4 separate regions of the Mus musculus genome follow, and all the other regions are linked to region 3. Evidence: chromatin contacts called from public Hi-C, Micro-C and promoter capture Hi-C data. All regions are on one chromosome and are shown on one strand. Each heading gives the region's core, a stretch centred on a gene start, on an enhancer-like site or on the middle of the called end of the contact. The rest is flanking DNA. Distances are from core to core; before and after follow the strand shown. Region 1 holds the start of Prps1 (phosphoribosyl pyrophosphate synthetase 1). Region 2 overlaps Frmpd3 (FERM and PDZ domain containing 3). Region 3 holds the start of Mid2 (midline 2). Region 4 holds the start of Tex13b (testis expressed 13B).

Region 1 (2,917 bases), core at 223-2,722, 210 kb after region 3:
TATTGTTAGTGTTCTTGATTTCATCTACTACAGGAAAACAATACAGTGCTCTAGAGGATCCTGTATATAGCTGGAAGGGGGCACTAAAAGAAGCACGGTCCAATAGTGCATGTGGATGATGACTGGGGCTAAGACAGTTCTGTTAGCAATTTTTCGGAGACCGTCTCACTACATAGTCCTGACTAGTCTAGAGTTAACTATGCAGACTAGGCTTGCTTCAAACTTGCTTCTCCTGCTCTTGCCTAGTGGCATGCGACAGCACACCAGTGCTGGGCCACGAGTTTTATAGCAGAGCACCAAAAAGACGACATTCAAATTTCCCTTTGCTGTTTGAGCTAGCTCTTCCACTGCGTTATTATTTTGTCACTGAACACTCACGTGTAAGTCGTTCCCTAAATCCTCACGCATTTAACACTAAGAAGTGGCTACAATGGAGGAGGGGCGGAGTGCTTGTATTATTATGTCTGCCAGTAGCGGAATTGGAAACCGTCAAAAATTCGAATTCTACAACTAAGGTTTCCCTATTTTTTTGGGATGACTTAAGCTGAGATGTCGAAGATCAAGGATGTTGAGCTCAAAGCAACCACTTTACCCCATCTACTGAATTTAACTTAAGGGTGGTTTGATTCCTCGACAGACAGGATAGGAAAAGCCGACACCGTGCCAGTCTAAGGGAACGTGGTAACGTTTTCGCGCCCTCAGAACACAATGTTTCCCAAGACCAAACCAGAACGCTACCATTTCCAACCAAAAAGCTTTTCAAATCTAGGAAAAAGACCACGATGGGGCTCAGAACGCCATAGGTTCTCTGATGTACACCAGTCGACGCGCGGAAAGTGAACCGAATCCAATCTACTGGCTCCACAGTGAAGCGACAAGCCACGTGTCCCCATGCCCAAAGCTAAGCGCCCGTACACCTCCAGACATTCCAGGAGGCCATTACCCCCCGACATTAGATCCTCCATCCCCAACCCCCAAACGTAGCGGCCTCAGCTCCCATCTCCATCTTGGCTCCACCTAACCGCGCGCAGCGAGGATGAACGCGACCCTCTCGGGAGGTAAAATAACGGAACAACCCGCGAGGCAAGCTAACCTCTGCTGCCCCTTTCTGCCCATCCTCTGCTGCCAGGAAATCCCACGGCCGCTCCATCCCCCGAGTTGCCATGGCCTGGGCAGGTCAGGTACACTCAAGGTACCAATTGCGTCCTTACCAGGTCTCCTGGTTGCTGAATTTCTTAGTCACCACCTTGCCTAGCTCAAGGCCCAGGCGGTCAGCGATTTTCTGGGATAAGTCCTGGTGGGAGCTCCCGCTGAAGATTTTGATATTCGGCATCTTGGGTAACTACCTCAACGTGCTCAGTGGTCGCCGCCGCCGCCGCTGCCAACACGGGAACGGAAGTCAGCAGGCAGTCTGAACACCAACAGTACCGCGTTGCTACTCCGCCATCTTACATTCCCGCCCAGCGCGCGGCATTAAATTGCCCAGGGGGCGGGATTACAAAGGAAGTTCTCCACCCAGCCTTTTCTGATTGGTTGGACGGGTGTGAGGGGCGGAGTCTTCCGGTAATGTTGCCGCCCAACCACTCTCTGGTAATTTGTTCAGAGGCGTGAAACGGGTTAAATTAAAGCACTTTTTACATCACAAAGATAGCCACAACGCAGGCGCATCGCAGGCAAAGGGCTTGTTTACCAACTCTAAATACCAAGTGTACTTTCTACCTGGAAGGCAAGCCCTAGGGGAAAGTGACTGAAGGTGAGTCACCCTGGGACAATGCGAGAGAAAGTTAATGTTTTGTCCTTATCACTGGATTCTAGTTTGCTCAATTAGAGAAGGAGTGTGGCTTTCCCCAAATATCTGGGTGATAAAATTATGATTAGCTAAAGATTGGAAGAAGAAAAAGTAAAGTATTATCCATGAAGAACCCTGAAAGAATCAGCATAGTGTTTAAGTCTGCCACAATTACAAGGTAATCTGGCTAACCTAGCCTTTTACACACGCTAACTGGACCAGTGCAAACTTGTGCAAACTAGTGCAGACTCTGTTTTAACAGTATTCCAGACAGCCATGAATTAGATGTAAAGGAAGAGTCACACAATTTTAGAATAAAAAAAAAATCAGTACCAAGGTGGCATACACCTTTAATCCTAGTATTCTGGAGGAGGCAGGCAGGCAGATCTATGTCAGTTCTAAGCCAGACTGATGTACAAAGGGAGTTCAGGGCCACCAGAGATATATAGTGAGATCTTGTCTCAAAGCAGCAACAATCAACAAAACCAAAATCATGACTACCAGGTATGGTGGTACATGCTTATCATCTTAACACTAAGGAGACTTAGTCAGGGGGGATCATGAGTCCCAAGCTAGCCTCGTACACACAATGTGACTCTGAGCCAGGCGTGGTGGCTCACACCTTTAATTTCAGCACTCTGGAGGCAAAGTGAGATCCAGGACAGCCAAGGAGATACAGAGAAATCCTGTCTCTAGGATTAAAGGCATGCAGCATCACTGCCCAGCCAGGCTTTGACAGCTGGGCACATTGGAATTATCAGCACTTATGAATTGGGCTTATCTCTATGAGTTCGAAGCCAGTCTTGTCTAGTGAGTTCCAGAACAGCTAGAGCTACATAGAGAGCCCCCTGCTCTCTCTGTATTGTTGCTCTTAAAATTGTCCGGCAAGGAGCTAACCCAAACCACTTTGGGGACTGAAGAGATGGCTCAGCGGTTCAGAACAAGTATTGCTTTTGCAGATGACCCACATTTGGTTCTCAGCACCCACATCCAAGTGGCTCATAACTGCCTGTGATGTCTCTGCCCTCCAAGGGCATCTGTATTAATATGAAACATTGTGAAAAATAATTTTAAAAAATGAATCTTAGAAAAAGTGGGGCTGGAGAGATGACTTAGTGGTTAAGGGCA
Region 2 (2,964 bases), core at 432-2,931, 230 kb after region 3:
TGGACCCAAGCCTACTGGGAAGCCTGACTCTATCTCCTTGACCTCTCTAGGCAACATTCCCAGGGGTGGGTGTGGGTAGACATCTGAGGTCAGCGAGACCGTGTCACCCTGGTCCAGCTCACTGATACTGTAGTGGCGCATCAGTTTCCTGTAGTTGGGATCTCCCAAACACTCACCCCCTGAGGCACACGTGGTCAGGCACGAAACCCCACTTTCAGGGTCTGACCGGCACTCACGGGACTCCAGACTGGTGGAGCGGATGCGTTGGACATTGATGGGACTATTAAGGCTCAAGCCTGGGCCAGCCTCGGGCTGCCTCTGGGTAGGGGGGACCCTCTCCCTCTCCCGGAGGCCAGGCGCTGGGGTCTGGGCAGCCTGTGGCCGTCCCCCTCGGCAGATACGCTTGCAGTCACAGCTGCGTCTCTGTTCGCGAGACATGCCAGGTCCCTGCTGCACAGGGCTACTGCGGAGCTGGCAGCTGCAGCGGCCAGGTGCTGGAGGTTGAAGATACTCTGTGCCTGGAAGTTCCCCCTGGCTTGGTGGCTTTAGAAGTTCCTCAAGGAACTCCAGTTCATACTGCTTTACCTTCTGCAGCTGGGCTTGTCGCTCATCTGTCTCTTTCTTCTGGCGGGTAGGGAAGGTGGCAGAAAATAAGTTGCGTAGTCTGAAAGGCCCTCGGGATGACTTGGGCTTTGTGGGGCCTTCAGAGGCTGAGTGGGCTCCATCCAGGGTTGTTTCGAGCTTTCTAGAGGGCATGGTGCTAACCTGCCGGCTGGTGGCCAGAGGCCTCAGGGGGCTCTGGCTTCTAGGTTGGCAGCTGGGGCTCTGGCCTCTGGATTGGCTGCTGGGGCTTGGCCCACGGGGCTGGCAGCTAGGGCTGTGGCTTCGGGGCTGGCAGCTTGGGCTCTGCAGAGCCATGGGATAGCCAGCTCGGGGAACCAAGCTGGTCTCTTCAAGCTTGCTGCTTTTGGATAAGCTCTCCAGCTGCCCTTTGTCCCCCTGGCCAGAAACTACGCTCTGCTTGTTTGGGGGAGGTTTAGCACCCTCTGGCCCACCCTTGCCTGCCACCTCCCCAGTAGCTTGCTTTCCCATGGAGTCTCGACTCACTCTGGATAGATAGCTCTTAGGAGGGAAGCTTTGAACAGGAAACCTGTCCTCCGGTGGGGAAAGGTGGAGGTTGTCAGCCCTGCTGCCCGTGGATGCTCGGGGGCTGGCAGAGACCTCGGGGCCCAGCTGCTGCTGAGAATTCCGTGTGGTCTCTGGAGCACCCGGGCTCATTTTAAACTTCAGATTCTTGCTGACACTGCTGCTCATCACGCTCACCTCTGGCCTGCTCATGGTGACCTCAGGCCTCCCCATGCTAGCCTCTAGCCTCCTCTCCCCCCTGTTGGACGGTGTTGCCAAGGCTGTGCCAGGAGTGGCTAGACTCTTACTGTGTACCACCTGCTGCAGGGCAGCTGAGATTATGGCTGGGGTCACGTTGCCTTTTGGGTCCAGGATAAGCTTAGGGCTCAGCCTGACTTCCTTGGGCAGGTTTTCCCTAAGCTCTGAGACCTGCTCTTCACTGAGGGATGGTGTGGCTGACCTCAGTGACATCTCTAGGCCGGCCCTACTGTGGCCTGGCCCTCTGTCCTCAGGAACTGGAGGAAGCAGGCTTAGATTCTTCTGCTCGCTAAGCTGTGGGGACAGCGCTGGGTGTACTGCCAAGGAGTATGGTCTGTCTCCCTGTACCTGGACTTCTGACTGAGGTATCTTTCTCCGAGCGCCAGTCGGGGCAGGACTCTGGCCAGTGACAGCTGGCTGGGGGGATGGGTTGGGATCTGGGGGCCCGAGCGCATAAGGGGCGGTGAGGACAGCCTGAGCGGCACAGCTCTGGATCCTGAAAGGCAGGTCCTTTCGGGCCAGGAGGCTGTCCTTGTTGAGGTGCTGGGCCAGGAAGTAGGTGGTGTTTTGGTGCTGCTTCATGGCCGACATCATCTCTGACATATCTGTGAGCTCTGAAGAGTTGGTTTCATGGCCCGAGTCCAGCGATGACTCAGGAGTGATTGTGGCCAGCACAATCAGACCTGGAAGAACAAGGATGGGGCTTGTTAGGACCTCGAAGTCTTTTCCAACGGGATCTAGAGTGTTCCTGGAGAAATGTTTAGGTATAACAGCAGTATTTCAAGCTGGGCGAAACCAGTCAAGCCTGAGAAGAAAAGCCTCCGAAGACACGACGTCTGAGGAGGAGGAGAAGCCAAGAAGAGCACACAAAGAGGAACAAGATGTGAGAAGGGGGTGTGAAAGGTTGGAGTCCAAAAAAGGAATGCCAAGAAAGAAGATCTGGGCGGTTTGGTGGGAAGTTAACATGTAAAACAACACGCCAATCAACCCCATTTTTAGATTCCACAGCTAGGAAATTTCTGTTAATTGTCCTGAAGAGAGCTGGCAACAAAAAAAAAAAAAAAAAAAAAAAAAAAAAAAAAAAAAAAAAAAAAAGAGGTGCCGTTTAGCCCTTCCTCATCTGGCCAGGCCTGTCTGTCTACAGTCCTTGCAGCTGAGGCTCTTCAGCTGCGCCTCTCCTCTGGCAGCCACCTGGGCCTTGGACCTGAAAACAATCAGTTTTGGAGCACCGGATGATGAGAGAGGACAGATGCCAGCCTGGGTTGGGGACAAACATGCAGCGGTTGCCCAGTGATAAGGCATCCCTTATGTACAGCGAAGACAGCCTTCCTTTGATCCCAGGCCCTTTTCCTGCTCTGTCTATACTTGACCCTGACTCACATGTTTGCAAATACTCTTTGTGCTTTTTTTATTGATTTTTGTCATTATTGTTGCTCTCTCTCACTTTCTTTCTCTCTCTGTGTGTGTTTGTGTGTCGATTTCATGGTTCTATTAATTAATAGATAACAGAAAGTTACTGATTACTGAGTTCTCACTGTGTGTGAGGTAATGCTTAAGTATTTTGTCTGAGTGATGTCATTT
Region 3 (2,919 bases), core at 275-2,774:
GATCTGATTCGATTTCAGAGAGGAAATGGAATGGGATTAAAGTCAACTCTTGTGGTCCAATTCGAGAATCAGATTAATTAATCCCCACACAATAGTTGTGTACTATTACAGTTTCCAATGTCTTGCTTCATAAATACTCCTCCTTAGAGACAGACACACAACTAATGCCATTCAGCAGCCCCACCCTCCAAAATCTTCAAAAAAAATCAAAGTGATTGAAAAGCAAGAAGCCGCATTGCACAGGTTGACAGAGAAAAGCTGAGAGTGCAGGAACTCTGGTGGGAGATGTGGGGGCTTGAATAGAGACAGTACCTAAGGAGTGTGGAAGAGTGGGGAAAGTGAAGAGTCCAACAATCCCTGGATCCTAATTTCCTCCTCTAAATCGAAATGCCTCCTAAATAAATAAATACTATGCTGCACGTGAAGTGCGAAACAACCCAAGCCAGCTCATAACCAGTAATGTTCCAGTAATTTTTATGAGCCCGGAATGGAAAAGGCTCCCCTGTCCCTGCTTCAGTCGCAGTGTGTCCTATGGACACACTCAAGTTTTTCCCTCTCCACCCCCCCCCCCCCCACGGGGCTGCTTTCACAGCTAGGCCAGAAATAAAGAACCACCCAGACAGAGACCTGAAGATCGTTTCCCCAGCAGGGAGGAAAAGGGGAGGGAGAATTAAGTTTCTCCCGGGGTTCCCGCTCGCAGGGTGTCCACAGAATCTCAGGCTGCTGCGCCAGCACCACTGAGCCAACCGCCGACCTCGGGGCGCCGCCCGGGCCGAGGACGCCGTGGATTTCGGGAGCGTGGGAAGGCGGCTGCGCCCTTTCCCAGACTTGCGCCTAGGCGCCACGAGAGCTGAGCCGCTCCACTGCTTTCTCCCTGCTCGGCCTGGCCAAGCGGGAGGCCTCGGGCCGGTCCCCAGCCTGGGATCTAGGAGTGCAAACTCCTTCCCAGGAGGGCAGCGGCAGGAGCTCGGGTCACAACAGTGTGACAGACAACCGGGGCCCTGCCATTGCCGCCAGGACCCCGTCTCCCCCCTCTTGCCGCCCCCCCCCCCAAGCCCAAGTGTCCTCGGCCAGTTCCAGCCCCGGCGGCACCTGAAGAGCAGCAGGAGCCAGCCAGGGCCAAGCCCGGCGCGGGCGGCGACACTAGCCACCCCACCACCACCACCATCCCCCCGGGCCTCGGCGAGGGGACGCGTTTTACCCATATTGTTCCCGGGTGCCAGCCATCTCCTACGCGCGCCGGGGAGCGCCGGGCGCTCGCCGGCCTCCGCAGCAAGCTGGCTCGGGCTCCCGTGCAAGCTCCCGGGCCGCTGTCGCTGCTGCCGCCGCCGCCGCCGCCACCACCACTCTAGGCCGCCGCCCGCCTTCGCCGCTGCGGCCGCCGCCGCCGCCGCGCAACAGCCGGGATCCGCCAGCCCGCGCGCCCCACGGGGGACAGCACGGAGACCGCGACGTTCCCGCGTCTAGGTCTCCCGGGCTAAACTTAAAGAGTTTTCGCCTCTCGGTCCAGAGGCAGCACCATGACACCACCGCAGCACCACACTGTCATTTCCGCCGCAGCAGAGGGAAAAAAAAGGCAATCCCTTCGAAAGGAGGGTGGAGTGGGGGCAAGCAGAGCCGAGGCTGACACCCTACGGGAGCACGGGGAGGGGCCGGGCAGAAGGGGCGCTGGGCCACCTTCCTAGGCTCACCTTCCGCCGCCCCCGCCACTCCCAACTCCCCGTGCCCCTCCTCTGGAGGCGCGCTTACATGTTTTCTCCCCTGGCAGGAGTGACCAGAGAAACCCGAGCAAGCAAAGGCAGTGGGTGGGTGGGGTTCAGATTACTACTGTACCTACCAGCTGATTCCAGCAGCCTTTTCTCCAGCACCCTGTCATCTTGATGGAAGACACAGGGAGAAGGGGCCTGAGCAGGCGCGCACGAGCGTGTGTGTGTGTGTGTGTGTGTGTGTGTGTGTGTGTGTGTGTGTGTTTGCGCGTCCACGACCGGGTGGTGTGTGTGAAGCGCAGAAGGAAGACTGTGGCCAAACTCTTCACCCACCTACCTCCCTTCTACATCCACAAACCCCCAGATGAGAGCAAGGAGAAGGCTGTTGCACTCGCCAATGAAAAGAGTGTGCCTGGATCCTCCTCACAGGTCCTACTGGTGAAGCTGTTGTATGCAAAGTTAACTAGAGAGTAAAACAAAAATAGTGGAGGAGACAGAGAAGGGCAGACAATTGAAGGAAACCCAACCCCTTTTTCTTTTGACAAAGGGAGAATGGCAATGTTCTATTGGACTTGGGCACAAGTTGTTCAGGTGGATTAAAGCCACTAAAAGTGTATGGGGTAAGGTTTCTTTTGCACCTTCAGATCCTTGACCAATACAAAAGGGTCACTGCCAAGAGGACAATGAGGCAGATGCTAGCCATCCAGAATACAATGTCCCTAATAAGATCCATTTGGAAGCCAGGAGCCTCCCATTGGTCTGGATACAGCCTGTCTTTTAACCTATCACTGGCTCAAAGACTACCACCTCCCCCCAACACACACACACACACACACACACACACACACACACACACACTTAAAAGGTAGATGAGAGAAGGAAGCCACCTCAGAGGATATTCTTTCTAGCTCCACTCAAAATGAGGAAGGAATAAAGCAATCCGAAACAGCCCCTCTCACATGGGCCTCCCATTACTGTGCTTGGGAACAAATCCAGAAAAAAAAATGAAGGTAGATGGGTGTGTCTTATCAGGGAACCAATAGCAGTCAGCCAACAGCACTGTTAAACAAACCTGCTAGAGAACACTGGAGTGGAAATGAAGGGAAAAACCCAACCACATTACCTAAAAGGAAGTACAGCACCAAGAGATGTAAAAGTTAATGTGTCATATCCAAAGCACAGACAACAAGAGCAAAACCAAACAAATGAGACT
Region 4 (2,919 bases), core at 326-2,825, 150 kb before region 3:
TCCTGGCCGTGGGATATGTTCTTCTAGCTCGGTTGCCTTGTCTGGCCTCAGCAGGAGAAGAAATGCCTAGCCTCACAGAGACTTGATGGGGGGTGGGGGGATGGAGCAGATACCCAGGGGACAAGAGGAAGGAGGACATGCGGAAGGAGGAAGGGATTGTGGGAGGGGAAGATCTGGAGGGAAGGCAGTGACCAGGAGGTAAAGTGAATTTGAAAAAAAAATCCTCATCAGATTCCGGAGACGTTGGATGAGTAAAGTTGTATTCACTGTGAATTACCCAGTCTATGCTTCTTAAATAAAACCGGAAATTGACTAAGGAAAAGAGAGAGAGAGAGAGAGAGAGAGAGAGAGAGAGAGAGAGAATGTTCCTCTGTTCCTCGGCATAGACCCAGCTATGTTGGAGCTCACTCTGCAGACCAGACTAACCTCGAACTCAGAGACCCACCTGCCTCTGCCTCCCGAGTGTTGGAATTAATGGCGTGCGCCACTGTGCCTGGCGAAAGTTAGAGGTTTTTAATAATGCATGCATATCTATTTTCTTTATAACAAATGAAACCAGACAGAGAACTTTTAATTCACTCTCCCCTGACCACCATTTTCAGCCCACCTTCCCAAAATAACAAATGCATGGCATTTACACTCCCCTTCCTCATTTCTCTGATCAATCTGTCTGTCTGTCTATCTTTCTACCTATCTATGTTTATGGGTATTGTGTCTGCGTAAACGTCTCTATACCAGAAGAGGCCACTGGATCCCACAGGACTCCGGTGGCTTACAACTATCTAACTATACCGTTAGATAGTTGTAAGCCACTGGAGGAGTCAGGACTTGATCTCAGCACCTCTGCTTGAACGCGAGAATGGCCAGTGTTCCTAACTGTGGAGCCCTCTCGCCAGCCTCCTCACTGAGTATTTTAACAGACACAGAAGTCCGTCCGAGGTCCAGGTAGCATTGCTTCCTGCCCGATCTTGGAGAGCTTTGGTAGTGAATGGAAGACAGGAAAGGGACCCGTTTACGGAACTGCCAGATGGAGAGGGTGCTTGCGACACTGACTGTGGTGGGCATGTGAAGGTGGAAGGTGCTTTGTTCGGGGTAAAGAAATGTCCACAGATTACTATGGTGGACTATGGTAGAAGGGCTTACCCTGAGACTATGCCCTCTTCCTTGGGTACTGCCAGAAAATCCTGTGTGGCTGGAGTTTGAGCTCTGGAACATTCCGGCCATACAAACCGGGTACCCGCTGGGACAAACCACTATACTTGGGGGTATGTCTTTGGAAACTTGCTTTTAGATGGTTACAGATTTTTTTTATAGTTTCTTTTTTCTTTCTGTCTTCAATGGGTTTCAACAAATAGTTGTTTCTCATTTTTTGTTTGCTTTTTTTTCTGGTAATTAGATGTCGCTCCCTACACCTGACATCCTCTCACGCCCCCCGCCCCCCTTGCCAGTCCTGGAAGTTGGAACAGTCCAAGAGTAAACCTCGCGAGACTTTGAGACTTCCGATGAGACTTGGCCTTCGCGCGTTTTTTTTTTCCACGGCTGCAGTCGTCTTCTGTCTTCTTGGGTGAGAGGCAGTGCGGTCTTGTGTTCCTGTCACTTCTGTCGCCCTTTGGTTTCAGGACTGCTCATCTCACAGGTATGTTCGGCTTATGCTTTCTTTGGTCGCTAGCCTTCAGAGAGGTGAGGCCTGGTTTGGTTTTTTGGGGTTTTTTTTGGGGGGGGCTGGGGGAATCGTGGGAGGGACAGGTCCCGGGGAGATGGAAAGTCTCCCGAGGAACAAAGTGGCAGGCAGGTGACAGGGGAAGGGCGAGCTAAAGAACTGATGGGAGGCTGAAGTTCCCTCCGGGGGCTAACGAGGACCTACGGCAGCTTTTGTTCTTGCCAGGGCCAGCCAAGCCCCTAGAGCACTCAGCCATCATGAATTGCGAGGATGTCACCACCGGGTTCCGCCATGCCAGGGTGTTAATGTTCATCAACGAACAAATGGCCAAGCACTCCAGAGGCCCGGAGTTCTACCTCGAGAACCTGACCCTGTCCTGGGAGGAGGTGGAGGAAAAGCTCAATGTCCTCCTGGACGGTACCGAGGTGCCTCGGGATGTTCAGGAAGCCTGTGCCTGGAGCAGCCTGGCCCTGGGGGTTCGCTTCGCTTTCAGGCAGGGCCAGTTGCAGGGGCGCAGAGTGCAGTGGCTGCACGACTTCGCCAGCCTGCACAGGTCAGCGGCGCATGCCCTGGCATTGGACCTGAAGAAGCTCACCGACCAGCACGAGATAGAACGCAAGGAGGCGGCCTACCAGCTTCTTTTGGCCCACACTAAACTCGCAGAGGTGCAGAGAGAGCGAGACCTGATGAGACTGAAGCTACTACACGCAGTAAGATTACCTCCTAACCCAGTCTTATTTCCACCCCTACATCCGTAGCCCAGTCCGCCCCAACACCCATACCCCAGTCCACCCCAACACCCATATCCCAGTCCATGCCCACACCCATACCCCAGTCCACCCCAACACCCATACCCCAGTCCACGCCCACACCCATACCCCAGTCCACCCCAACACCCATAGCCCAGTCCACCCCAACACCCATACCCCAGTCCACCCCAACACCCATAGCCCAGTCCACGCCTACACCCATACCCCAGTCCACGCCCACACCCATACCCATACCCCAGTCCACCCCAACATTCATACCCCAGTCCACCCCAACACCCATACCCCAGTCCACCCCTACATCCATTCCAGGAATGTGTTTCAATTCTGCTCACTTCTCCCCAGGAGCTGAGGGCTGTTCCAGTTGCACAGATGCCAATCATGACTAGTGTCCCTGCAGCTGTTGTTCCTCCTGCTGTAGCTGCTGCTGCTGCTGCCGCCGCTGCCACTGCAGCCGCCGCTGCAGCTTCAGCTGCTGCCGCTGCTGGAGGA

Evidence for each region. Hi-C and Micro-C count contacts between places; a contact is called where the count stands out from the background. Capture Hi-C pulls out chosen DNA fragments and counts their contacts.
Region 1: a contact with region 3 is called in a promoter capture Hi-C map of adipose tissue. The contact joins the promoter of Prps1 here to the promoter of Mid2 in region 3. A contact is called at or near these places in 3 of 39 promoter capture datasets (hippocampal neurons, liver and neural stem cells), 1 of 484 Hi-C or Micro-C datasets (uterus), 1 of 115 datasets of contacts at active chromatin or transcription factors (bone marrow-derived macrophages) and 2 of 9 other capture datasets (adipose tissue and liver).
Region 2: a contact with region 3 is called in a Micro-C map of muscle stem cells, with 4 times the contacts expected there. The contact joins the enhancer-like site here to the promoter of Mid2 in region 3. A contact is called at or near these places in 4 of 39 promoter capture datasets (the C10 cell line, HPC-7-derived erythroid cells, neutrophils and 1 more), 1 of 484 Hi-C or Micro-C datasets (muscle stem cells) and 2 of 9 other capture datasets (adipose tissue and liver).
Region 4: a contact with region 3 is called in a Hi-C map of the N1E-115 cell line, with 5 times the contacts expected there. The contact joins the promoter of Tex13b here to the promoter of Mid2 in region 3. A contact is called at or near these places in 14 of 39 promoter capture datasets (the 3T3-L1 cell line, 3T3-L1-derived adipocytes, cranial neural crest and 9 more) and 2 of 484 Hi-C or Micro-C datasets (the N1E-115 cell line and epidermal suprabasal cells).

Annotation. Positions count from the first base shown.
Region 1 is chrX:140,455,158-140,458,074 of GRCm38.p6, reverse strand. It overlaps Prps1 (phosphoribosyl pyrophosphate synthetase 1), which reads right to left and starts at 1,472. Exons shown (of 7, transcript NM_021463.4): 1 at 1,212-1,472. The coding sequence starts at 1,333.
Region 2 is chrX:140,429,653-140,432,616 of GRCm38.p6, reverse strand. It overlaps Frmpd3 (FERM and PDZ domain containing 3), which reads right to left. Exons shown (of 15, transcript NM_001320946.1): 15 at 1-2,066. Among named protein-coding and RNA genes, the nearest start is that of Prps1, 25 kb to the left of the region's middle. Within about 2 kb of position 1,681, at least 17 of the 459 cell types and tissues checked have an H3K27ac peak or open chromatin away from gene starts, as enhancers often do. A contact at or near this core is called in muscle stem cells, where this site is marked.
Region 3 is chrX:140,663,561-140,666,479 of GRCm38.p6, reverse strand. It overlaps Mid2 (midline 2), which reads right to left and starts at 1,524. Exons shown (of 10, transcript NM_001358366.1): 1 at 1,202-1,524. The coding sequence starts at 1,205.
Region 4 is chrX:140,812,089-140,815,007 of GRCm38.p6, reverse strand. It overlaps Tex13b (testis expressed 13B), which reads left to right and starts at 1,575. Exons shown (of 4, transcript NM_031381.2): 1 at 1,575-1,636; 2 at 1,886-2,370. The coding sequence starts at 1,918.